Regions from separate parts of the Mus musculus genome. Here all the other regions are linked to region 4. The links are chromatin contacts, called in public HiChIP or PLAC-seq and promoter capture Hi-C maps. All regions are on one chromosome and are shown on one strand. Each heading gives the region's core, a stretch centred on a gene start, on an enhancer-like site or on the middle of the called end of the contact. The rest is flanking DNA. Distances are from core to core; before and after follow the strand shown.

Region 1 (3,123 bases), core at 385-2,884, 600 kb after region 4:
TCCACACATGTGGCTGACAATCACCGACACAGCATGCCAGGGAATTTGGCGCCCAGCCTGACGGCAGAGGATGCTGGTCATCTCCAGCTGTTCCTGATGCCACATGGAGTCAGTGTCCAGGGAGGGACAGAGGACTCCTGTCCTCATGGTCAGACACCCAAAGGGGCACACTGGACACACTGGACCATAGGGTATAGTCAGGCAGATTGGCCAAAGCCTTCAGCTCTTTGGATTCTTGGGGAAGCCCAGAGTCAGTCACTCGGTGTTTTACTGAGCAACTACAAAGGGCAAAGCATGACCAGTTATGCAGATTACTAACTCGGAAACCACCTTGAGGCCTGGGGATGCAACTCAGTTGGTAGAGGGCTTGCCTAACATACATGGAACTCTGGGCTCAACCCTCAGAATTGCATAAACTGGATATGACGGCGCATACCTCTAACCCCAGCACCCGGGAGGAGGCAGGAGGATCAGAAGTTTAGTGTCATCCTTAGCTACATGGGAGGTCAAGGCCATCCTGGCCTATGTGAGACTAAGAGAGGGCGAAGGGGGTGGGGAGAGCGGAGGAAAGGAAAAGAGCGAGGAAGGGAGGTAGATAAGCAGATAAAGTTGGTTGGTCTTAAGACGAGCACGGTGCCTTATCTCTGTAATCCCGGCGTGCAAGGGCAGGAGAGCTGTCAAGACTTCTAGTCCAGCCTGTACTTACAGAAACCTTGTCTCAAGACAATTTTAATTACATTAAGTTAAGCCACAAAACACCATCTTGATCCCGTCCTGTCCTTGTATCACGGTAAGAACCCAGTGTTTGGAGGTCAGATCAGGGAGGGAACCGTGGTCACTGTTAGCTTGTGCAGCCAGCACGTGGTTCCAGATCTTCAAACACCACCTCCCTTTAGCCCAGTGCCCACGTTCAGTGAGATGCCACTGGAAGGGCACAGTCGGGGTTGAGAAGGTCGGTGGCACAAAGGGTCAGGATCAACGTCCCTGATGACTGTGTAACAAGCAGACACTGGCCCTTTGCTGCAGCAGACGTGACCCATCATCAATGGTTTGTCCACCCGTGGTGAGGGGCATAGAAAAGGCAGCCAGAGCCAGTAAGCCCTTCGCCTGCTCTTCCTAAGACATCCAGGGAGGAGAAACGGCCTGCACAAGGGTCACTTCCTTCCCTGACAGCTACAGAGAGGTGCACCTCCCAAGCTAGCGCATAGGCCATGAACAGCATGGTGTGACAGCAGCCAGGCTGGAGAGGCTGGGCGTGAACCCAACCTCCACATACGGGATCATTCAGCTGGAAAGGGGCCGCGAGCCCAGCAGAAGCTTCGGAGAAGCTAACTTTTTAGATGCTGAGCCCAAAACAAAGGGCTGAGGTTACTAGAACCTTCTTTGATGCCTCAGCTTCACACCAGACAGAAGATAGCAACTGTGCCATGAGAGAAAAAAATGACTGGCAGGCCTTAAGACAAGTCCTTTGGCCCCTTAGGGGGCCTTTGTTTTCTCTTCTATAAAATCAGATGGACACTATCTCCTTCAAAGGTTCATTATGAAAGGAAGCTCTGTTAATATCTGTTAAGCACTGAGAACAGTATCGGCCCAGGGCTCGGGAGACCTCAGCCTGAACAGCTCCGTCTCCAGGCTCATGACTGCGTGCACGTGCGTATGTGCACGCCTAAGTCACACGCATATCTGTGCTCTTACGCACATTAAACCATCTGCTCACACTTTCCCAGAAACTGTCAGGTATTTAATTTCCAAAGCTGGCCTCAGACTGAATGGAGCTGAGGTTCTGTCTCCATGGAAACCAGGACAGCACACTTCCTGTCACCCATGCAGTTGAAAGGAAAAGGCAGGAGCGATAGATAACAGGACAGAGCCTGATTCAGGACCTGGCAGGGAGCACTCACTGCATGCAGACCTCCCAATACAGGGGCACTAGGTGACTCAACACTAGGACCTGATGACCCGTGAGGGGCCTGGCAGTGAGCCCCACTGCATATGGAGCCTTCAGTTCACGGACACTTGGTAATTCAAACTCTTCTAAGCTAGGAGGCTCATTGTATCAGCAGCTGCTCTAAGGTCCCATCTTCTCAGCCATCCACAGCAGCCACATCGCCCTTCCTTGCAACTCCAAGACACCAGCAACTCACTACTTCATGAGACATGCTAGTCATTGATGGTAAGTGAAAATGGAGAGAAAAATCACGGTTTTCACACTTTCCAGAACATTCCAAGTTTCTAGGGTTGCTTTGGTATTTGGGGGAGCTCAAAGGCTCACCCTCTACCTGACAGTCCTCCAAGCCTGTGGCTATAGTGACTATAACGCTTCATTTCCTTCAGCATCCCATGACCCTGACAGACACTCTCCCAAGCTCTGTGGCCACAGTGGGTCCTTCCTGGGCCCCAATCAACCCAACACATCCTCTCTTAGGACTGAGCCTCTATAAAAGGTCAGACTGTGACCCCGTACCACAAGTTCAGGTTTGAGCCCCTGGTACCTGTGGCTGTGAGCTCATTTGGAAGTAGGATATCTGTGGCTAGCATGGAGTTAAAATGAGGGTGTGCTAGACTGGGAGGGCCTGACCCAACAACCAGAGAAGGCAGAGGGTAACTTAGACACAGACACACAAACATACTTGGCCACATACAGATACATATATGCTCCACATAGACACAGAGAGAGAAAGAGACAGAGACAGACAGACAGACAGACAGACAGACAGACAGACAGATGGAGAAAGCCAGATGAAACAGAACAGAAACAGGAGTAATACAGCCACAGTCAAGAAATGCCAAGAATTCCTGGCCACTACCCCAAGGTGCATCCCTCAGGTCCTCCCAGAGCAGCCAGCTCTGCCTACACCTTCCTTTCAGGCTCTGTCCTCAGAACGTTCACAGGATGATCCTGATGTCTTAATCAGCTGCTCCGTATCCCACTATCTGGCAGTCCCCACACAAACCCTGCCTTCCCAGTTTTATCTCACGGTTAAAGTCACATGCTGTCCACCCCAGCACTGGTCAGGAAAAATTAGTGGATCTTTCCCACGTCACAACTAGAGCAGCTGGCCACTGGCACATGTGGGGCCCCACATGACCACCCCAGATCCACTGGGCCGTTCAGCTCCTTTC
Region 2 (3,326 bases), core at 493-2,992, 550 kb before region 4:
GGGAGCCAGTGTATCTGCTTACCAGCTATTGCCTGGGTTTGGTCTCCAGGGCCTTGGAGCCTTCCTCTCTGTTGTCATACCTAGGACAAAGAACTCAAGGCACAGGATAAAAGGATTTGCCAGACCAGAACTGGTGTAAAAAAAAAAAAAAAAAGTAGACACCAAGGACAGAAACCCAGCCGGTGAATTCCTGAACCATACACCTGAAAAGGAACAGGGTGATTTTATACCAATTCTGAGTCACCTGGCTTTGCCTCCTGGGCCATTTGTGTCAGACCTTTTGAATAGTGTTCAAGAGGACAGTTGGGTGTCTTGAGGTAGGAAACCTTACAGTGCTGGTGCCAGGGGAGCTGCAGGGAGCTGCTGGGAATTAGGCCACTGTCTAAACATCATAAGTCTGGGGAAATTTGCCTTTGTAATTTTAGTGTATCTTACATGTTTGGAACTTTTGTCTGCATGCATGTATGTGTACCACGTGTGTGCCTGGTGACCATGGAAATCAGGAGAGGGCATTATATCCTTTAGAAATGGCATTATGGGTGACTGTGAACAGCCATGTGGGTGTTTCAAATGGAACCTGGGTCCTTTGCAAGAGCAGCACGTGTTCATAACTACTGAGCCATCTCCCTAGGCCTCTTTGAATTATATATATATATTTTTACATTTATTTACTGTGTGTGTCTACATGCATGTACATACATGCCACGGTACACTTGTGTAGATCAAGACAGCGTACAGGAGTCAGTTTTCTCTTACAGTGAGTCCCAGGGGTCAAATTCATAGCATCAGGATTGGTTACTGCAAGTCCCTTTACCCGCTGAAGCAGTTTTGGTGGTGGTAGTTTTGTTGTTGTTGTTGTTGTTTTAGGATTTTGTTTCGGTTTTGTTTCTGTTTTTGTTTTTTTCCTTTGAGGCAGGCTTTCTCTGTGTAGCCCTGACTAACCTAGGACTCACTATGTAAACCAGACTAGTTTCTAACTCACAAAGATCCACCTGCCTCTGCCTTCCAGCTAAAGGTGTGTTCCACCATGCCCAATTAGCCCTACTTTAAAAAAAAAGGTATTGTAGAAACCTTTTAAGATTTAATTTTTAAAATTATATGTGTGCATGCATGAGCACACTTGGGTGTGGGTGCCTACAGAGTCTGAGCCCCTGAAGCCAGTTACAGGCTATTCTGAGCCAACCAACATGGGTGCTGGGAGTTGAACTCAGGCCTCCCATAAGAGCAGGTGGTGCTCTTAACCACCAAGCCACTCTAGCCCCCAGCCCTGCTTTCTGCTTTTAGCCTTTATATCGCTATTCTTGTCTCTCAGGACCACTCTGTGGCCCACATACCTTCGCTCTGCGCATGGTAGGTTTGTGCATAAGCTAAGGGCAGCCAGCATTCCCAGGTCCAGGAAAGGATAGTCCAGCCCACATCCACATTCACAGACACGGTCTGACCCGAGCTGCTGCTCCTAGGCCCTCTTTCTGTATCTTTCCACTCTCCTTCGCCAGGATGCCTGCCTGGCCAGCCTGGAGATGTATTTGCTCCAACCATCCCCCAAGCTGCCCCACAGGGTGCCTGCCTGGCTAGCCTGGACTTATATTTGTTTCATCAGCTCAGTATATCAGCTCAGCACAGGGCGCTTGGGTGCCTGCCCTCTGCCCCACAGAGCAGCAAGCAGAAGGCTATTAGCCTTGCTGACAGCCAACCCCAGAAGCAGCCTCTGTCATGTGTTTTCTGAAAATCGAAACTAGGTGAGGTTTACAAAGCATTTCCTGGGACGAGGCTGAGGAAAGCCACATGGTGGAGCTTTTCTCTGCTGAACAGTCTACAGAAGGCTTCCAGTTGCAGCCAGGAAGGAGGCTCCAGGACTGCCTTCAGCCACTGCCTCGCTGCCTGAGGGACAGTTGAGTCCCTCTCTTGCTCCCAGGTGAGTCTCCACTCTACACAGCATGATTTCTGGCAGGCCAGAGCACAGGAGCCAATACAGTTGGGCAGGATGTCCACTGAATGAACAGCTGAAGGGGTGAGTGGGTTAGAGTTTATCCCCGGCCCCCTCCTGGGTCTGTAGATTCTCTCCCAGGACTAAACCTACCTACTCAGTGGTACTGAATGAGCCAGCATAGGCAGGCTTGTCCCATCTTCCCACACAAAGGAGTAGGGCAGAAACAGCCTCTGTCATCCAGTGGACAGCAACATCCACATACACTGCAATGTTCCCAAGGCCTAGAGCGCCTGACCCAGCATGGACAAACCTACGACCACAGTTTATAGTAAATGCAGGGAGTGGGCACCCAGTGCAGTTTGCCTGGGACTCAGGTTTCCCAGAGCCCAGGCCTTCTTGGGATAAAACTGGGGTAATGCCTTGCCACACGGATGTGGGACTCTCTGGCTCCCTCCACCTCCACCAGGGTCCTTGTGGTAGAAGGAGGCCACCCCTGGGCAGACCCTAACCTGTGCTCACTGGCTGTGTCATCTGGAGTCAGTTGGCTCTCTAGCTTCGGCTCTCATTAGGGATGTGGGAACTTTGTGAGTTGTATATTGTTCTGGGTCTGTGCTTGACTAGATGCAGAAGTCTGGTGGGAACCAGTTGGGGGGTGGGGGTGGGGTGCACAGAACTAAGGGCCAAGTCCCACCCATCAGTGTGTTATAGGACTCAACGGTCAGAGCTTATGCCCAGAAAGCTCCCCTGATAGCCAGACTCAGCCACCCATCCTCCATGGTCCAATTAAAAACATAACAGTGAAAAGCCGAAAAAGGAGATTTATTTAATGTGGCCACACTAAGAGGAATCCAGTGGCCTCCCCCATTAATGGCCCAGAGTCTATTAGGGGATATTAACATGAGGTTTACATAGAGGTATACATAGCTAACTGGCTTGCCTGGGCTGTAAATCCCAGAGTGAGCTGTTATTTCCTGGAGACAGGCTTCCTCTCTGGCTATCACCAGGCAACAGCCTTCTCCTTTCAGCGTGAGACTCCCGGGGAGTTCCAGTTCTGCTGTTGCTTCCGCAGTCGGATAGCCAAAGCCTATCCTAGGATCTCTTCACCCCTGCCAAGATGGCTACAAGTGCCCTGGCCCCCTGAGGGCTTGCTCGTGCTGCTCTGGTGCAGAATGTCTGGGGTGGGGGTTGGTCGGTGGGAGAGGGCTGGGGAGGGGCCAATCCTGGTGCTTCTACTGGACCTGAAATATCTCTACTGCTTGTCTCTGGGCCCCTGGTCGGAGTAACAATTTGTGGCTTCCAGTTCCTGCCCAGGAGACAGAGCTCTGTAGCACCATCCACTACCAGTCCCAAGCTGCCTGCTGGGCCTAGAACGAGTCCAGAGTCCATTGAGGCTGCT
Region 3 (3,553 bases), core at 287-2,786, 1.0 Mb after region 4:
AAAACTAATCAACAAAAATGTCTTGCCATCTCCCTCCCCGCAGGAAAGTCTAAATACTCAAAAAAAATGTTATGATCCACACCTCTCACCCAAGCCCACCATGAGAGGAGAAAAAAACCGACTCAATTGCCGCAGAAGATATACTCGAGATGGGGAAACAGATAATCAACTGTACCCACAAGCCACCCAAGCACTAAATACAGAGTTTAACATTCACAAAAATTAAAGTAACTATGGTCCATACTCAAATTGCAAGCCGCATCTGAGTATTAAACGAAAGTGTTTAACACCACGTAAACGCGAAATATCTGATACACAAAATTAAGAAAACGAGAAAGGGTAGGCTGAAAAACAGGAGGTGCAATCTTGGCGTGGTAGCGGACATAAACGTTTATTGTCACAGCTGGAATGCATTCAGACGGGCATTCAAAGGAAGGAGTACAGATTCCAACTCACCGCCACATTTCCACAAGTCTGAAAGGCGGTGAACATAAACATAAAGGCAACTCCTAAAATAACGATGTTGAAAAGCTTTTTAGACTCCGGGGACATTTTGGCTCCGCTTGCTCAGAGGCCAGCAGCGGCCCAGGACAGTCACCTCTTCTCCTCCAGTCGAACCCCCTGACAGCCCTGAGGGAAGAAACCAGATGAGAGAACCACGAAGCCAGACTGCCGATTTCCAATCTTGGGATGGGAATCGTGGGTTTAAGGGAAATCTCTCCCCACCGGTACAGTCGGGACCCTCCGGGGACGCGACCGAGTGCAGAGGAGACCCGGGGTCTACCCGCCGCAACTCCAGTTGCAGGGAACGGGATCCGGGGCAAGGACGAGCAGTAGCAGCTGCTGGGGCCCGCCCTCCCGGCCTGACTCACAGCAGATCACGAGACCGGTCAGCTGACCAGAGTCTGGTCGCAGCGCCCGCCGGGAAATGTAGTCCCGGCGCCCCGTGGGGGGAGGGGAGGGTACGGCCGCACGCTGTGGCTAGCGCGTACTTTAGGTCTACACTACCCGTCCCTTCGTAGAGAGCAAAGGCCCCGAGAAGTGAAACCAAGGCAGCGAGCCTCAGTCAGGAGCGGCGGGAGAGGGGAACGTGAGGTGGCCCCGGGACACAGAGAGGCAAAAGAGAGCGCAAGAACCGGCTCTGACAGGCGGGACTGAAGGCTGGGCGGAACGGCGCGTGGAGCCCGGGCATTGGCGTGGGGAAGGGGCGGGGCTCTGGTGGGGCGCGCTTCCTCTTTCTCCCTCCATAGAGCCTCGTTCTTCCCCTTCCCCGCGCTCTCGCGGACGCACCCACGGTAGAGCATTTGGCGGGCTTTCTAACTGCCTTCTCTGGCTGCTCCCCCGCCCCACCGCAGTGACTGCGCGCTTTCCGCCCGCCCGCCGCGCGGTGCGCAGGCGCACCTGGGAGGGGCGGGGCGCGCGGCGGCGACGTTACGCAACACGGCCGAATGGGCCAATCAGGAGATTCATTTCCGGGTGGCGCGGGCGCCATTTTGTAAGGGTGGGTATAAATGCGCGCTGGGGCCCGCCCGCTCGCTTAGTTGCTGCTCAGGCGTCCGTCAGGTTCGGGTGCTCTGCGGCGGCCTTGCGGCTCCCTCCCTACCCACGAGGACTGTAGCTACCGAGCGCCTGACGGAGCTGCGTTTCCGGAGAGCGAGGGCCTGTCCGGGGCGTTAGGGTCTCGGCGCCGCTTCGCAGCCATGAGCTACGGCCGCCCGCCTCCCGATGTGGAGGGCATGACCTCCCTCAAGGTGGACAACCTGACCTACCGCACCTCGCCCGACACCCTGAGGCGCGTCTTCGAGAAATACGGGCGCGTCGGCGACGTGTACATTCCGCGGGACCGCTACACCAAGGAGTCCCGGGGCTTCGCCTTCGTCCGGTTCCACGACAAGCGCGACGCCGAAGACGCCATGGACGCCATGGACGGGGCGGTGCTCGACGGCCGCGAGCTGCGGGTGCAGATGGCGCGCTACGGCCGCCCGCCCGACTCGCACCACAGCCGCCGGGGCCCGCCACCCCGTCGGTACGGCGGCGGCGGCTACGGGCGGCGGAGCCGCAGGTGAGCGGGGCCCGGGGCGGAGCGGGAGGCGGACGGGCACAAAGGTACGCGGAGCACGTGGAGCCAGCCCCTCCCTCGCGGCCGGGGTGGCAGCAGGGCCGGGCCACTCCGTGCGAGACCCCGCCTCGCGGCAAGGGAAATGGCGCCTGGCAGCCAGATAATGGCGGCGGGGCGGGCGGGGCGGGACCGGCGGCCTGCAAGCTCACCCTGTCGCTTCGTTCACGTCCCACTCGCAGCCCTCGGCGACGCCGGCGCAGCCGATCTCGAAGCCGGAGTCGGTCCAGGTCGCGAAGCCGCTCCCGCTACAGCCGCTCCAAGTCTCGGTCCCGCACTCGCTCGCGCTCCAGATCAACCTCCAAGTCCAGATCTGCCCGAAGATCCAAGTCCAAGTCCTCCTCCGTCTCCAGATCCCGCTCGAGGTCAAGGTCCAGGTCGCGATCGAGAAGCCCTCCGCCCGTGTCGAAGCGAGAGTCCAAGTCTAGGTCGCGGTCCAAGAGCCCACCCAAGTCTCCAGAAGAAGAGGGAGCAGTTTCTTCCTAAGAAAATGGTAATGTCTGCGGGAATCTGAGACACGCCCTAACTCCCGTGGGGTATGGAGTAGGTTTTTTGAGCCTTGTTAGCATAAAGACTCCTGGTGTTAAGAGTACTACTGCTCTGAAGTTACTCAGCTTTGGGAGTGATGCTGAAGAGGGGTCTGCAGAGAGGATTGTGTAAAGCTTAGATAGTAATGGCTGTTTCATGCTGTTTGAGACCTATTAATGAAAATGACTATTTCTTGCTGTTTTTATCCAACGTCTGCATTTTCCCCCTTTAAAGCTGCGGTCTCCTGTTTTATCAAAGAATATTGGCCAGTATTGCAGATTTTAACTGATTTGGCTGATCCTCCAGGGACCAGTTTCTGTGGGCGTGTATTGGAGCAGGTTTGTCTTTAAATGTTAAAGATGCACTATCCTCATAGAGAAAAACATTCAGTGCAACTGTTGTTGTGCTGACTGGGACTTCTTACTCTAATGGATGTGGCAAAGGAATTGCAATTAAGAAGCAATGAACTTTTGGAACCCCAAAAGAAAGTTACAGGTATTGATCCGCACCGGGTGGGGAAAGGATAGTGTGTCTTTAACTCTAAATTGTTTGGTCCTATTTTTCTTTTTAAAGGAAAGGGCCCTAAGTAGCTGATTAAGAACATCCTCAACTGCCAAACGTTTCATTTTCAAACATCTTACAAAGTGTAGACTAATTTCTGATAGCAAGTTTTTGTTTGGAAACAGCCCCACCCTGCCCCCCTACCTTTTTTTTCTTTTAACCCTCCCTTGCCTCCTTTTTTTTCCCCCTTTTTTCTTTCTTTCTTTTTTTTTTTTTTTTTTTTTTTTTTTTGGTCTTGGTTATTTGGCCAAGAATCACATATATCCGAACATGCTGGTGGTACCCTTTGGAAAAACTCCCATTTGGGCCTTTAAAAAAACTGATAATGGCCAGGTGGAACCTTCTGTA
Region 4 (3,120 bases), core at 429-2,928:
TTTAGATTTTTAAAAAGACCTTAAAAAGTCACTAAGCTACTGATTTTTGCAGTAGATGGATTATATTTCAATAGACCTGTTTTTAATGAATCATAGTCCAGGATTATAAATTATTTCTCTGCTGGTTAAATGAACCAATTCAAGCCAGATTAGATGTTATGAAATGCAGGTTTATTGGAAAGCTGCTCCCAGGTGAATTCACTGGGCTCAAGGACTGAGGCCAGGGGAGTCACCATGGGAAGGTGAGAGAAAGAACACATGTAGAGAGAGAAGAAGAGAAGTCCAAAATGCCTGGATTATATAGGGTGGAGCCTCTGGGGGGAAGGGCTGCCCAGTTCCTGGGCTGGAAGTTCAGAGTTGGGGGCAAAGTATGCCAGGGAGGGAGTGAGGGATGCTGGGAGAGCCTGGAGTCCAGGTCTGCTTTGATATGTAGAATAAGCACCTCAGTTCCTACTCCTGGGGTCTGAAACCAAACAGGGGCCACTGAAATGGCCCAGGTGAGGATGCTTGCTGCCAAACCTGCTCACCTGAGCTCAATTCCAGGGACCAACACAATAAGAGAGAAGTTATCCCCCCAAGCTGTCTTGACACCAACATCCACCATGACACCCACATCCAAACATACACAAATAGAAATATAAATTAAGTAATAATAACATATTTAAAAATTTGGTTGGGCAGTGGTGCTGCACGCCTTTAATCCCAGCACTTGGGAGGCAGAGGCAGGCGGATTTCTGAGTTCGAGGCCAGCCTGGTCTACAGAGTGAGTTCCAGGACAGCCAAGGCTGCACAGACAAACCCTGTTTTAAAACAAAAACAAAACACAACAAAAAAACCTCAGGCAAAACCATGCATGTTGGCAACACTCAGGAAACCAAGGCAGAAATTGAGAATTCAAGACTAGTCTGAGCTGTATAACTGGAACACTTGAGCAAGAAGCATGCTCTTCTACTAAATACAAATGGTTTGTCCCAACTCCAGTTCAACCCAAAAGGCTCTCAATGGAAGGGGAACACCAGGAAACCCACCGAGAGTAGCCTGTGGGACTTACATCGGGTTGTCATCGGGTTCCCAGCCTTCCAATTCCTTAAAGCAGAAAAAACACTGGGCCAAATCAGGCTCGTTCTCGGTAGGGCAGTGGATGAAGCCAGCCTCCGCCATCTGAAAATGACAGCTCGTGAGCGGGATCAACAGTCTGACCTTATCCCATGATTCCCAGAGATCGTTCCGGGCCGAGAACTGAGGACAGTGGGAAGAGGCCCGGAGGCTAACAGTGGTTCAGGCAGAGGGTGGGGAGAGCGGGGGGGGGGGGTGGCCTCGTGGAGGACAGAGCAGAGCAAAGCAGCCTGGCTAACAGTACGAAGCGAGGGTGGGGATAGCGGGTTCTGATCCCGGGTCACACAACTAAGGCACCGTCGGGCCCAGGGTGGAGTCGCTGGAAGCTGGGACTCACTCGCTCTGGGGTGCAGGCGCAGTCCTCCAGGAAGGGCCAGTTCTTGAAGGTGGCGATGCGGTAGTTCTTGAGGTACAGCTGCCAGATCTGGGGCAGCGCCGGAGCTCCCATGATGGCGTCACCACAACCTCCGCCAAGACGACTCAAACGCAGGATTCAAATCGCGCGGGCGGAGGCGCGCCGCAGAGCATGCCGGGAGAGCCCCGGCCCCACGCCCTCGCCCGCTGCCTTCTGGGAGTGGACGGCGCGAGGCGAGCCGGGAAAGTCCCGCCCCACGCCCATCTGCGCCTGGCCTTGTGGGCGTGGCGGGCGCAGGGCATGCTGGGAGTTGTACCTTCTGCTGCGGTTCCTTCTTGCTATTCTGACTCGAATCTTCCGCAGCTGCTCCCCAGAGGACACGGAGGGTGGCCGAGGGCGGTGGACGGGCCTGGGGCACCTCTTTAAAGCATGTCCGCTGCAAGTCCCATGTGCTCTGCAGGTTCTTCCTGCCTCAAGGTTTGCAGGATTTGGCCAGCTAGATATCGGAATGGAAGTGCCTCGGACCCACCCACAGGCTGGTGGAGGGGCGCCCTTAGGAAGACAGGAGACCCTCCTCCCTGCAGCAGCCGCCATCCTTCCTATAGACACCCTGGGATGGAGGCGGGGTCTGTATGTCCCAGCGCTGGAAAAGAAAGTCAATGGGTGTCTATTTCTGAGACCATCGGCCTGGCTCAGACCAAAGGGAAGCAGCCATACACCGCAAGAGAGTCCAGGAGCAGAAGAAAAATACTGCTTCCTGGGTGTGACTGTTGGCTGCTGAGCCTGCCTTGCTGCGGGCCCGTTTTCAGTGTCTCTGTTCCTGTCGGGCGGCCTGTGGTTGCAGTGGCTTCTAAAGAGCTTCACACTGCAGACAGCAGGCTGGGCATGCCCCGAACACAGCCCAGGTTGGCGTTGCAAACGAGTGCCCTGATAATTCGGTTTCCTTTTCAATAAATCTCAGTAGGCTTCCTGCCAGTGGGCCTCCAATGAGCTCCAGGCCACCTCACAGATTGTGAGGAAGAACAGATCATACCACATAGGCAGCTGGAACAAGAGGGGTTTTGTCACGTCCCGAAGAAACATGGATCAAGTATCAATTCCTGTGGCTCCCCCCAGCTCTTCTCACCCTGCCCCTATCCTAAACCTCACCAGTCCAGCGTTTGAGCTTCTCTTCCCTGTATAGACCAGCCATTTCTACAGCTTGCTCCCTTGGTCTGAAACTTTCCACTTCTCTCTTGGTCCTCTTCCCTCTCTCATCTCTTCCTCTCCTCTCTCATGGCCCGGTTCAGATAGGACTCTTCCCTGTAGTGAGAATTTGAGTTTCTCTAAAAGCCCAGTTATGTTTTATGAATGTGTTTTTGTTTTAATCCCAGGTGTGGAGTAAGAGGTGGCTTCCCAGCAAATAATTAGGGTTTGCCTTGCGCAAGGGTGTGATTTTTGCCAACTTCAGGAGAGCGTTTATTGTTTGGAATTCTGGGAAGTCTTTAGAGGGTATAAATGCCTTGAGCCCTGAGAGAGACAGGGGTGCTCTGAAGAGGCTGCTCCTCCCCCTGCTGTTCCCCGTGCTCCCACTGCTTGCTGCTGCTCCTGCTCCCCGACCCTGCTGCTGCTCCACCTGCTGCTCCTGGTTACTGTTGTTGCAGTTTGTC
Region 5 (3,163 bases), core at 63-2,562, 630 kb before region 4:
TCCCTCCTCAGGTTCTGCCATCAATCACACTGTCCCTCTGTAAGTAAACTGAGGAGCCTTTGGAACTGCGGGGATGGCCAGACAGTAGCAGGCTAAAATGGAGACGTCATCTTTTTCTTGTGGTGCTAGGGGCTCAAACCCAGAACTTCCTACATCCTAGGCAAGTGCTCTGCCATGAATCTCTCTCAAGACCTTCCATTTTAATTTTTGCGATGTGGCCTCACTACACCAGGTTGGGGCCTCAAACTTGTGATCCTCTTGCCTCACCCCATCAAGGAGTTGGAATTAAAGGCCTGTGTCATCAGGCCATGCAAAACACCCGCCTTTGAAATCTCACCACCAAATACTCCTCTTCCAGATGGCGCCCCCCTGGCTGACTCCTTTATCCTTCAGCTGCACCCAAAGGAACTCAAAGTCATCCCGTCTGCCCATGCCCACCTGTCACCTGAATGTCCCTCCAGTAAGAAGGAAAAGGACCTCTTAGGATGGCTTCTACCCACAAATACCTTTCCCGTCGGTCAGCAACCATCCTAAAGTCTGAATAGCCCATCTGTCTCACTGCTGTGGGTTTAAAAACGAAGCAGGACACATCAAGTTTGTGCTGATACCTTTCCCAGTGTCCCACCGACCACGGGGTTACAACCCTGGACCAGGGGGGTATGTCTGTCCACTTCTTTGCCTTTGTGCCTTTGCTCATTCTGATCCACCTAGTACAGTCCTCGTCCCTAAAGATTCAGTTCAAATATTACACGAACAGAAAGCCATCCATGTTCGGGATTGCCTAATCTATAGGGCCAAAGGAAGGTGCAGTAGCCTTGGCGCCAGACTGCCAGAACGAGATCCCGATGGGCTGGGACAGGGTCCGTCATAGGTTAGGAACAAGGGAGCTGCTAACTTGCTCGGGTGGCCCGTCTGCGACCGGGGATAGAAGGATGGAGGGACGTAGGTTTGTCCGCAAGCGACAGACAGTGTCGCGCTGCACGACAGGCAGCATGGCCACCCCAAGCCCAGACCTGGAGCTCAGCCCAGCCGTGCGCACCTCCGCCCCTGCCTCCGCCGCCCCGGCCTCCGCTCCGTCTGGTCCCGCGCCTGCTTCTCCGGGGCCGCGGGGCTCCGCTGCCTTGCAGCTCCCCGGGTCAGCACCGACGAGGTCTCCATGACTGTCAGCGACTGCCGACCGCTAAGCCCTCCAGACACTGCTCCAACAGCCAATCGCAAGCCTGGGCCTGCCCCTGCCGCAGCTCTCAGCCAATGGTGAGTGTGCAGCGCCGCGGTTGGCTCGCACCGAGTTCCGGCTAGGATCTGTCCACGTTCTGCAAGCGGCGGGTGTAGAGCCTGAGTTAAATAACCGGAGAGACGGGGCGGGACCTGATGGGCGGGGTCTAGGAGAAAGGCGGGGCTGCGTGGATCCTGAGCCCAAGGTTCTGAGACCCAAAAAAGTGTTATTTAGAGTTAGCCACGAAGTTTTCTTTCCAGACGAATGAAACAATCTGCCAGCGACAACCAAGTCGGTACACGTTAGCAATGAGCCCTGGAACTGGGCCACAGAGACTGGTGGCCTAGCTTCCCTGGGTCCCTGGCTCCTTGGATCCCTGGATTCCTGGATGGGATCTAATATTACAGGCACCTGTAATATTCTGCTTTTTTTAAGAAATTAAAATATAATTACATGTTTCCCTTCCCTTTCCTCCCTCCAATAGTTCCTGTGTACCTCATCCAATCTCTCTCAAATTCATGATTTTTACTTCTTTAATGTTTGTCATCTACGTGTGTGTATATATAAACACAACCTGTTCGGTCCCTTTAATGTTACTTGTATGCAAATGTTTTCAGGGCTGACCGTTTGGAATTGGATAACCAACACAGGCTGACGATTGTCTTTTCTTACTAATGAACAAAAGAAAGAGGTGTTATAACCAGCTTGAGGCAGGGCTCCATGGGATGCTATAGCCAGGTACGATGGGAAACCTAGGAGTAAAGGCAGGTGGAGAGATGGGGGCAGTGCTGCTGACCTGGAGGGACTGTTTCCATCTGTCCTGTAGGGTGGTCAGCATGGTGAGCATGGATAGTTTTCCCCTGAATGCATTCTTCTTACTCTTAAGCCTGTGTTCTGCAGGAAATAAATCCTCTCAAGTATTCAGGGTCCAGGAAGCTGCATCTGCCAGAGGGCACCTCCCACAGTACCTGGGCACAGAAGAGATTCACAGTAACCTTGATGGTCCTGTGTTCAGAGCGGTGAGCAGAAATGCCAGAAGACGAGGAAATGGCTTCTCCTCCCTGAGCCCAATACCCCTCTGCAGCTTGCAGCTTCTGGCCCCACAGCAGCTTGCCCAAGCCAAGTTCTCTGGGCCTCTTTATTACTGTTTACAGGCTTTGAGCTTTATGAGGCCCCAAGCATCCATAAACGCCAAGGGTGGGGATGGTGACTAAGGTGGTTGAATATAGGCCCTGGTTACATTGCCTGTTGGCCAGTCGGCCAGGGAAGGGACGCTGGGGAGCAGGACACTCTGATCTGTGGGACACAGTTGGCAGGACACCTCTTCCCACTGACCCAGGGTGGGGAGGGAAGCTCTGTGTGGGGCTGCGACAGAGAGAAGGTAGCAGGTCACAAGCCCAAACACAGTCATCTACTATAACGCCTTGTGGAGCAAACACAACTATCTTGAAAGCTGTGTAGATCGTCCCTCCACCTCCCAACTCCCTGCCTCTGTACTCTAGGTGCCCCCCCTCCAAGACCTGTGCATCTAGGACAGGGTCATGAGTGGAAAAGAAGAACTGGTTGAATTCTCAGTTTAGGGTCTGATGACCTGACCCCCAACTCCCCACTCCTTCTACAAGGGCATGATGATAGGCCAGTCTTGTGAAAGTATCGTGAGCGGGGGATCAATTTAGATGACGATAGTTGTGTCATGCCCAGAGGACAGCATCCCATAACACAGCCTAACACTGTCTCGCCCTTTCCCTCTCAGTCCCCATAATGCTCCAAAGACCAGAAGAAGGAGAAGCATGGAAACTGAGGGCCAGTGTGGAAGGCCAAGAGTCTGTTGCTCTGAGCGAGCACTGCACTTCTCTTGCCTTGCTTCCTGCTGGCTGCCGGGCGCGGGAGAGGCTCTGATGCTTGGAATTGTGGCTGCCACCTGAGCCTGTGAGAGTGTACAGGATG
Region 6 (3,356 bases), core at 297-2,796, 560 kb after region 4:
TAGTGACTGGCTAGGTAGACATGGCAGCCTGGCACAGGTCCCCAGTGAGCACCCCAAACCATGGTCTATTACATACCGAACATATAAGTCTCCACATCGCCCCTGGGAGCTAAAACAGTGCCACCAGCCTTTACAGCAGGGGGCTATCACTCTGCCCCCCTTTATTTTTTAATCCAAAATGCCATGGAGGACTGACCCACCCCTACCCAAGCCAGACTCAAGTCTCACTTACTTCTCTGAGCCCCTCAGCCTCCACCCTCCTAACTGGAAACAAAGGCTCTTGAGGAATCTTGTGCTCCTGGCCCACTTCTGGGATTTGCATCCCAAGGAAATAATCAGAAGATTTATGTAGGAGGGCATCTATATCCGCAGGAACATGGCAAACTCTGAAAACGGTTCGGATTTACAGGCCAGAGTCTCATAAATAGGAATCACATTGTGGAAGATGAGAAATGCTGAGAACATTTAGTAAAGATAGCAGGATACAAGCCGCACACACAGGGTCCTAACTGCTCATCATGGGCACAAGCACAGTTTGCTGGCACACGGGCACTTGCGCCTCTCAGGAATGACTCTTTAGATGGATGGCAGTGGATGCTCTTCAATCAACTCCTCCTGACCCGGCCTAATGCATCGGTGACCAATGTGGGTCACTAAGACTTCCAGGACCCTAGACTGAGAAGATGAGAGTGAGAGCCGTTGCCTCAAGCATAGCACGAGTGAGAAGGTGAGTTCTCCCATCCGGCCCCCAGCCCAGCAGGGGAAAGCTCTTGCTTGGTATGCATGAGGACTCAAGTTATAATCCCCAGAAACCGTGTGAAAGCCAGGTGTGGTGGCCGGCATCTCTAACTCTAGTACTGGTGTGCAGACACAGGAGGATGGAGCCTTTGGCCAGCCAGTCTAGCTGAACCGGCAAACTCCAGGTTCAGTGAGAGAACCTGTCTCAAAAGAGAAATAAGGGACACAATTAAGAGGAACACAGGCCCCCATGTGTGACGTCACGTGGGTGACGCTATCAAAGCCGCGCCTTGCTAGGGAAGCTCTGGTGGTTCCCGGAGGACTTTGCAAGAGAACACGCACCTCCCAGCTCACTCCTTTCCAAAGCACAAGTCATGCTCTCCTTGTCCCTCCAGCACCTTGCCTCAGCCGCTAGACACAAAAAGGCCAGCAGCCTCCTTCCAGCTGTAAACCCTCCTTCCCCCAGAACCCGTGGGGGGCCCAAGCCCGAGCAGCCTTGGTCTGGGCCTGTTTAAGGAGGAATGTAGCAAGCACAAGGAGCCATTGTTAAGACTCCTGCTCTGACTGCAGGCTTTGGGAACCTCTGAACCTCTCCCGGCTCCTGAAACCGGATCGAACACTTCCTGGTGCACAGATTGTGCTGGGCCTGCTCTGGGAGGGGAGACCAGGGAAAAGCTGCACAGCCCTGGCCCGGCCTGAGACCACTATCCTGCAAGGAAGTGGAAAGTCCGAGGCCAACACAGCACGGTGCACAGCCCCACAGGAGGGAACAGCATGGAACTCAGGCTCTGAGTTACCCAGGTCAGACTTCTCCCCAGGAGCTGCAGCATACGCCAGCCACGTGGAAGGCAGAGTCCACCACTCAAGGCACACACAGGACAGATGGTGTCACAGAGGAAAGCGCTCCACCCATCGGTAACCATGCACCTGTATCGAGAGGAGCTGGTGGGCAGTGAACCAGAGGGCTCCCCCACCGCAACTGTCCTGCCCTGCTCTCAGGCTCCTTTGAGAACTGGGCCTTAGGCCCAGATCCTTACTCTGGGAAAGAGTGGGGCAGGGCAGCGGGCAAAGCCTTGGCCTTGGCAGAGCTGGGTCTGGCTGCCAGGCCTTCGCCTCCTACTCAGCCCAAACTGGAGGCAGCAACTCCCACCCTGCAGAGACTGGAAATGTAGAGCAAGGGTCCCAGGCCTTCCCTAGCTGACCTCGGGGCATGAGGCCAGTCTGTGAGCCTCATTCAAGGTTGGCAGCTGTAGACGCAAACCAAACAGTGCTGGGGTGACAGTGAGTGTCTGTATCCTGGACCGCCAAACCTCATTGTGTGTGACGGTGGTGTGGTGGCATGGGGGCGACCACACATGTGATGACAGTGGAGGGGATCCAACACTGTGGTTGTCTAATCAACCTTCTGTTGAGTGTCTCCACAGGTGGCCCACCTCTCCCAGGGAGGCTCATGCACCCTGCAGGGCTTTACTTCATCTTAGGTAGCCTGGCTCTGCCTCTGCCTGGGACCAGAAAGAAGCCACATCCTAGCCCTCCCCAAACTGGAATATCAACACTGCAGCTCTCTGAGCATTCCTAGGCAGGACTTCTCTGGGGACCAGTTTGCCGTCCTCGGGGCTCCTCAGGACACACTGGACTCTGTTGCCTTTCATGTCCTTGTCCCCTCTGTCCTATCCCAACACGGGGACCCTAGTGACCATCTCCCCTTGGGTCCCTGTCTCAGGAGCTACTTTTGGAGGCCTGGACTGCTGGGGGGTGGGGTAGGGCAGTAGGTGGGGGTGGGGAGCAGGCTTAGGACAGGAGGAGGATACAGATGGGTGACATGGGGAGGGATGTCCCTTCAGGAAGCAGAACAATCCCAAAGGAAGAACTTAAAATTAGTCCCAGTGAGTGGAGCCTGTACCGGACTTCTGTAAACAGCCATCCCGACCAACAACCAGGAGGTTATTTAACAACAAAGCCAGGCCAAGTCCAAATGAAGACAGGAAGTTCTTCCTCCTAGGACAGTGTCAGCGGGACACCTCAAGCCCACCAGGAGTCTAGGAAGGAAAGTGAGAAAGCAGGGGCTGACACCTCAGGAGAGAGCCCCCCCCCCTGCTGCACTTCCTCAGATCCAAGCCCTGCTGGGCCCAACAGACAGACCCTAGAAGAAAAAGCACCTCTGCCCAGGGCTCCAGCACGGCAGCTAAGGGATCCAGCTACCCTGGGCTTAGCTGTACATGTGGCCCACAGATGGTGGCCGGGGATCATGACACCGAGGTCACTGCCCATAGAGTCCTGTCCCATGATCCTCTCTGCCTGCCTTTGGAAACCCAGCATGAACTATCTGGCATCTCTGGGTGACGAGAAGGCTAGAAGCTTCTATTCACCCAACCCTAAAAAGAGGTACAACCGGTATCCCTGGGAAGTGATTCTGCCAGGAGATTTGGGGTTCCAAGGGCAAAGCCAAAGGAGGCCATTCTGCTAAAGCAAAGGGGTCACTCTGTGCTGTCTCCCCCTCCCCCTCCACCCTTTTCGCTTCCTCTTCTCTCTTGCTTCACTGAGACAGAGGCTCACACTGTATATAGTCCAAGCTGACCTCAAACTCTCAGTGGTCCTCCTGCCTCAGCCCCTCCAGT
Region 7 (3,476 bases), core at 970-3,469, 760 kb after region 4:
CCGAGCCACATGCAAAGGGGAAGAAAGGAGGATATGTTCTGTGGACCGCTTGTCAGACAGATTCCAGTGTTAGATAAGCACCTGGAACCAGAGCCAGTGGCCTTTAAGATATCTTTCCTGCCAAACAAGGTGGACAAGTATAATCCCAGAACTGGGGAGGTAGAAGCAGGAAGATCAGAATTCAAGATCATCTGCAACTACATAGCAAGTTCAGAGCCAGCCCAGGCTACAGAGACCCTGTGTGTGTGTGTGTGTGTGTGTGTGTGTGTGTGTGTGTGTGTGTGCAGTCTGTCTGTTTTGTTTTGTTTTTGAGACGGGGTTTTTCTATGGTACAGCCCTGGAGCTTGCTTGGTTGATCAGGCTGTCCTAGAACCCAGCGATCCCCCTGCCTCTGCCTCCCTAGTGCTAGGATGAAAGGTCTGCACCACCACTGCCTGGCTGACTCTGTCTTTACAGCAAAAGAAAGATCTTTCCCGGGAGAGTGCTGAGCAATCTAGAGAGTAAGCTTGGCTTCCCCAGCCAACCCCAGACTCCCCTCAATTCTTCCTAATAGAAGCAGTCACTGAAGGAGCTGGCAAGATGACCATGTGGATCCGGGCTCCTGTCACACAGGCTTTGATCCTGGGAATCCATAGAAAGGCAGAAGAAGATAACACTCCACAGGGTGCTCCTTCAACCTCGCTGCCCTCCTCTCTGCAAGAGAGAGAGAGAGAGAGAACAGAGAGAGAGAGAGAGAGAGAGAACAGAGAGAGAGAGAGACAGGGAGAGACAAGACAGAGGGAGAGATAAAGACAGAGATACAGAGAGAGATAAAGACCGAGACACACAGAGAGAAAGACAGAGATACAGAGACACAGAGGGAGGAAGAGATAAAGAAAGAGATATGGAGAGACACAGAGACAGACAGAGATAGAAAAAGAGAAAGATACAGAGAGAGAAAGACAGAGAGACACAGAGACAAAGACAGATACAGAGACAGATGACAGACAGACAGACAGACACACACACACAGAGAAAGAGAGAGAGAGAGAAACATGTTTAGTTGCTACTTACTGGCTGGACAGGAGACAGGAGAATGTTGAATGGGGCATGGGGCCCTGGGGGCTGTGTTTGGGGGTGTACATCTGAGGTGTGACAGAACAGAGTTAGCTATAAGCCACAATGCAAATGTCAAGCCCACAGAGTCACACTCAGAGGTCATGACGTGGCCAGCAGATGAAGTCCCCTGTTCAAAGGCCCTTGCAGGTGCAGCGGATGGGATGGTGCTGGCAATGCGCCTCTCGCCCTACAGAACTCCCATGAGAAAAAGCTGTGTCAGCAAGACGGCCTGGCCCCTCCCAGCCTGTGAAGCCCCAAGGACTGTGAGACAGCCTCAGTGGGAGAAGGTCGTGACCTTCTCACAGCCTCAGTTTTCTCCCTCGGCTGTGCTCTGATGTGGTGTTTTCTACGTATAGATGAACTGCAGTTTCTCTCCACTTTGGGTTTGTTTGTTGTTGGTTTTTTGTTTTGTTTTTTTTTTAAGTCTCTTTCTTCCATTAACCAAGCAAAAAACAGAGTAGAAATCTAAAGAAGAAATTGTGTGTGTGTGTGTGTGTGTGTGTGTGTGTGTGTGTGTGTGTGTGTTGGATGTGCATGTATCTGTTATCTGTTTGTACACTTTTCTTTCCTTTAAAGTCATGCAAATATGCTGGTGTGGCACCTCGTCCATTTAATCTCAACACTAGAGGCAGAGGTACAGAGATCTTAGGGAACTAGTGGTCAGCCTGGTCTACATAGCAACTTTCAAGCCAGCTAGAGCTACCAAGACAGACCTTGTCTCAAAACACAAAACAAAACAAATAAAATCAGTTAAATGAGACTCCTCATTTTCCCCCTGAGAGTCAGGCATGACCTCCAGTCAATCAGGCACTTAGAGCTGGATCACTGGCGACTGTCCCCCGGCCTGCGTCCTCACCACAGAGGAACAGCTGAAAGAGAGGTGGCCTCAGGAAAGCTGTAGGACTGAGCGGTCCAACCAGGACCCCCTCCACGTGGGCAGCATTCGCGGTTGAGTGAACGAGACTCTTCGCCCTGACCCTCAAGGCACACTAGCCTCTCCACCGGCAGCTGGTTTTCTCCAGCATTAGCGACTCTGAGAGAAATCACATGCCTAGGGAGACGTGTGACATGTGAACGTTCTCGGGTGACACACGCATTAACTGCTCTTATACGCAGAGTGAAACTGTGGACCGGATCGGGCTGGCCCCAGTCGTGTTCTCCTGAAGGTTAGGGGTGGGACACAGCAAGGAGCCGATGGGCGGGACTGCGGAGCATCCGCTGAGTTTGGAATCCTGACCCTCCCCTTACTTGGAACAGAAGTGGAGGTGGCTTTCTTGATTCTCAACCAAATTACATTTTTTTTTTCAAAGGCTGGGGGTGTAATTCAGCATACATAAGGTCTTGGGTTGGATCCCTAACAAGAAAAATAAACCAAACAAAACCCCAAAACAAACAAACCAACCAACCTCACCCTTCCTTCACTGCCTGTCTTATTTGCAGAAGAACGCGCCTTTCTTAAGGCCCTTTCTGGAATTTCTCAGTTGGGGTACCGCCTCCTCATTTCCTGTTACTTATCCCTAGAGGAAAAGAAATGACCTAAACAGGGCAGGGGGGATGCTCCATGTGAACAGAGGCTCACCCTGCGAGCCTGGCACCTGAATGAAAAATAGAAATTAAAAAAATAAAAATAAAAATAAAAAAAGGAAATGACTGTCCCTAAGTGTGGTGGAGATGACGATTTATCGTAGATAGAAGAGAGAGCATAGCCCGAGGCAGGGGCATCTGGGAGCCCAGACTGAGCTGGGGCACGCAGGGATACAGGGACAGGGCAGGTAACCAACATGTCTGGATTATAGGGAAGAGCGTCTGAGCAAGAGCAGCCCAGTCCCTGGGCTGGAGAGTTCAGGGTAGAGGGTATGCCAGCCCTACCCTGTAACCGTAGGGACTGGAAGAACCTGAAGCCAGGTCATATTTGATTTGTTAAATAGCCACCATTTGTCTTGGGGTCTGAGACTGACTAACCAGAGTTCAAGCACCACATCCCAAGGTGGAAAGAGAATAGATCAAAAGTGGCACACGTAAGTCTGCACTGGAACACTCACACGCACGCACACACGCGCACGCACACACACACACTGCTAATAATAAATAAAAGTTTAAAAAGGTAGCAATTCACCTAAAAAAAAAACTTTCTGCAAAAAGAACATATCTCCCACAGTCAATTAAAGTGCCACCACCACCACTAGGGTGCCTACAAGCCCTAGATTCTGGTCACTTCAAGTTGCAGTGTTCTGTGAACTCCTGTACACTTGAATAGTCTTTAAACAAACCATCTTTCTCTTGTAACCCACGCTGGCAGTACCGTTTGCTGTCCCCAGTTACTGAAAATGAGAGTAGAAGAAGCCAAACCGGGTGTGGTGGAACACACCTTTCATCTC

What was found. Promoter capture Hi-C pulls out the DNA fragments that hold promoters and counts their contacts. HiChIP or PLAC-seq counts read pairs in DNA pulled down with a chosen protein or histone mark.
Region 1: a promoter capture Hi-C map of hippocampal neurons shows a contact between it and region 4, with 5 times the contacts expected there. The contact joins the enhancer-like site here to the promoter of Birc5 in region 4. A contact is called at or near these places in 1 of 39 promoter capture datasets (hippocampal neurons), 2 of 484 Hi-C or Micro-C datasets (Sertoli cells and ventricular fibroblasts) and 13 of 115 datasets of contacts at active chromatin or transcription factors (acute myeloid leukemia, craniofacial prominence, differentiating embryonic stem cells and 10 more).
Region 2: an H3K27ac HiChIP or PLAC-seq map of extraembryonic endoderm stem cells shows a contact between it and region 4, with 3 times the contacts expected there. The contact joins the promoter of Lgals3bp here to the promoter of Birc5 in region 4. A contact is called at or near these places in 8 of 39 promoter capture datasets (the 3T3-L1 cell line, the C10 cell line, the HPC-7 cell line and 4 more), 2 of 484 Hi-C or Micro-C datasets (CD4 T cells and neutrophils) and 3 of 115 datasets of contacts at active chromatin or transcription factors (extraembryonic endoderm stem cells, large pre-B cells and pancreatic cancer cells).
Region 3: a promoter capture Hi-C map of liver shows a contact between it and region 4, with 4 times the contacts expected there. The contact joins the promoter of Srsf2 here to the promoter of Birc5 in region 4. A contact is called at or near these places in 8 of 39 promoter capture datasets (the 3T3-L1 cell line, the C10 cell line, the HPC-7 cell line and 4 more), 1 of 484 Hi-C or Micro-C datasets (liver), 4 of 115 datasets of contacts at active chromatin or transcription factors (astrocytes, bone marrow-derived macrophages, embryonic forebrain and 1 more) and 2 of 9 other capture datasets (liver and macrophages).
Region 5: a promoter capture Hi-C map of pre-B cells shows a contact between it and region 4, with 2.7 times the contacts expected there. The contact joins the promoter of Engase here to the promoter of Birc5 in region 4. A contact is called at or near these places in 6 of 39 promoter capture datasets (the 3T3-L1 cell line, hematopoietic stem and progenitor cells, liver and 2 more) and 2 of 115 datasets of contacts at active chromatin or transcription factors (large pre-B cells and microglia).
Region 6: an H3K27ac HiChIP or PLAC-seq map of embryonic stem cells shows a contact between it and region 4, with 5 times the contacts expected there. The contact joins the enhancer-like site here to the promoter of Birc5 in region 4. A contact is called at or near these places in 9 of 115 datasets of contacts at active chromatin or transcription factors (astrocytes, embryonic basal ganglia, embryonic forebrain and 6 more) and 1 of 9 other capture datasets (adipose tissue).
Region 7: a FOXA1 HiChIP or PLAC-seq map of pancreatic cancer cells shows a contact between it and region 4. The contact joins the enhancer-like site here to the promoter of Birc5 in region 4. A contact is called at or near these places in 8 of 115 datasets of contacts at active chromatin or transcription factors (T-cell acute lymphoblastic leukemia, embryonic basal ganglia, embryonic hindbrain and 5 more) and 1 of 9 other capture datasets (embryonic stem cells).

Annotation. Positions count from the first base shown.
Region 1 is chr11:117,247,617-117,250,739 of GRCm38.p6, reverse strand. It overlaps a transcript of Septin9 not described here. Among named protein-coding and RNA genes, the nearest start is that of Gm39478, 17 kb to the left of the region's middle. Within about 2 kb of position 1,634, at least 81 of the 459 cell types and tissues checked have an H3K27ac peak or open chromatin away from gene starts, as enhancers often do. A contact at or near this core is called in embryonic forebrain, forebrain and hippocampal neurons, where this site is marked.
Region 2 is chr11:118,400,375-118,403,700 of GRCm38.p6, reverse strand. It overlaps Lgals3bp (lectin, galactoside-binding, soluble, 3 binding protein), which reads left to right and starts at 1,742. Exons shown (of 6, transcript NM_011150.3): 1 at 1,742-1,915.
Region 3 is chr11:116,851,077-116,854,629 of GRCm38.p6, reverse strand. It overlaps Srsf2 (serine and arginine-rich splicing factor 2), which reads left to right and starts at 1,536. Exons shown (of 3, transcript NM_011358.2): 1 at 1,536-2,062; 2 at 2,299-2,609. The coding sequence starts at 1,701. The coding sequence ends at 2,602. Mfsd11 (major facilitator superfamily domain containing 11) reads right to left here and starts at 630. Exons shown (of 13, transcript NM_178620.4): 1 at 457-630. The coding sequence starts at 552.
Region 4 is chr11:117,847,795-117,850,914 of GRCm38.p6, reverse strand. It overlaps Birc5 (baculoviral IAP repeat-containing 5), which reads right to left and starts at 1,678. Exons shown (of 4, transcript NM_009689.2): 1 at 1,454-1,678; 2 at 1,052-1,161. The coding sequence starts at 1,564.
Region 5 is chr11:118,474,981-118,478,143 of GRCm38.p6, reverse strand. It overlaps Engase (endo-beta-N-acetylglucosaminidase), which reads right to left and starts at 1,312. Exons shown (of 14, transcript NM_172573.3): 1 at 1,040-1,312. The coding sequence starts at 1,158.
Region 6 is chr11:117,283,376-117,286,731 of GRCm38.p6, reverse strand. All of the region lies in intron 1 of Septin9 (septin 9), which reads right to left. Among named protein-coding and RNA genes, the nearest start is that of Septin9, 19 kb to the right of the region's middle. Within about 2 kb of position 1,546, at least 91 of the 459 cell types and tissues checked have an H3K27ac peak or open chromatin away from gene starts, as enhancers often do. A contact at or near this core is called in astrocytes, embryonic stem cells and stem cell-derived neural progenitor cells, where this site is marked.
Region 7 is chr11:117,090,699-117,094,174 of GRCm38.p6, reverse strand. No RefSeq gene overlaps it. Among named protein-coding and RNA genes, the nearest start is that of Mir6516, 15 kb to the right of the region's middle. Within about 2 kb of position 2,219, at least 123 of the 459 cell types and tissues checked have an H3K27ac peak or open chromatin away from gene starts, as enhancers often do. A contact at or near this core is called in T-cell acute lymphoblastic leukemia, embryonic stem cells, extraembryonic endoderm stem cells and 1 more, where this site is marked.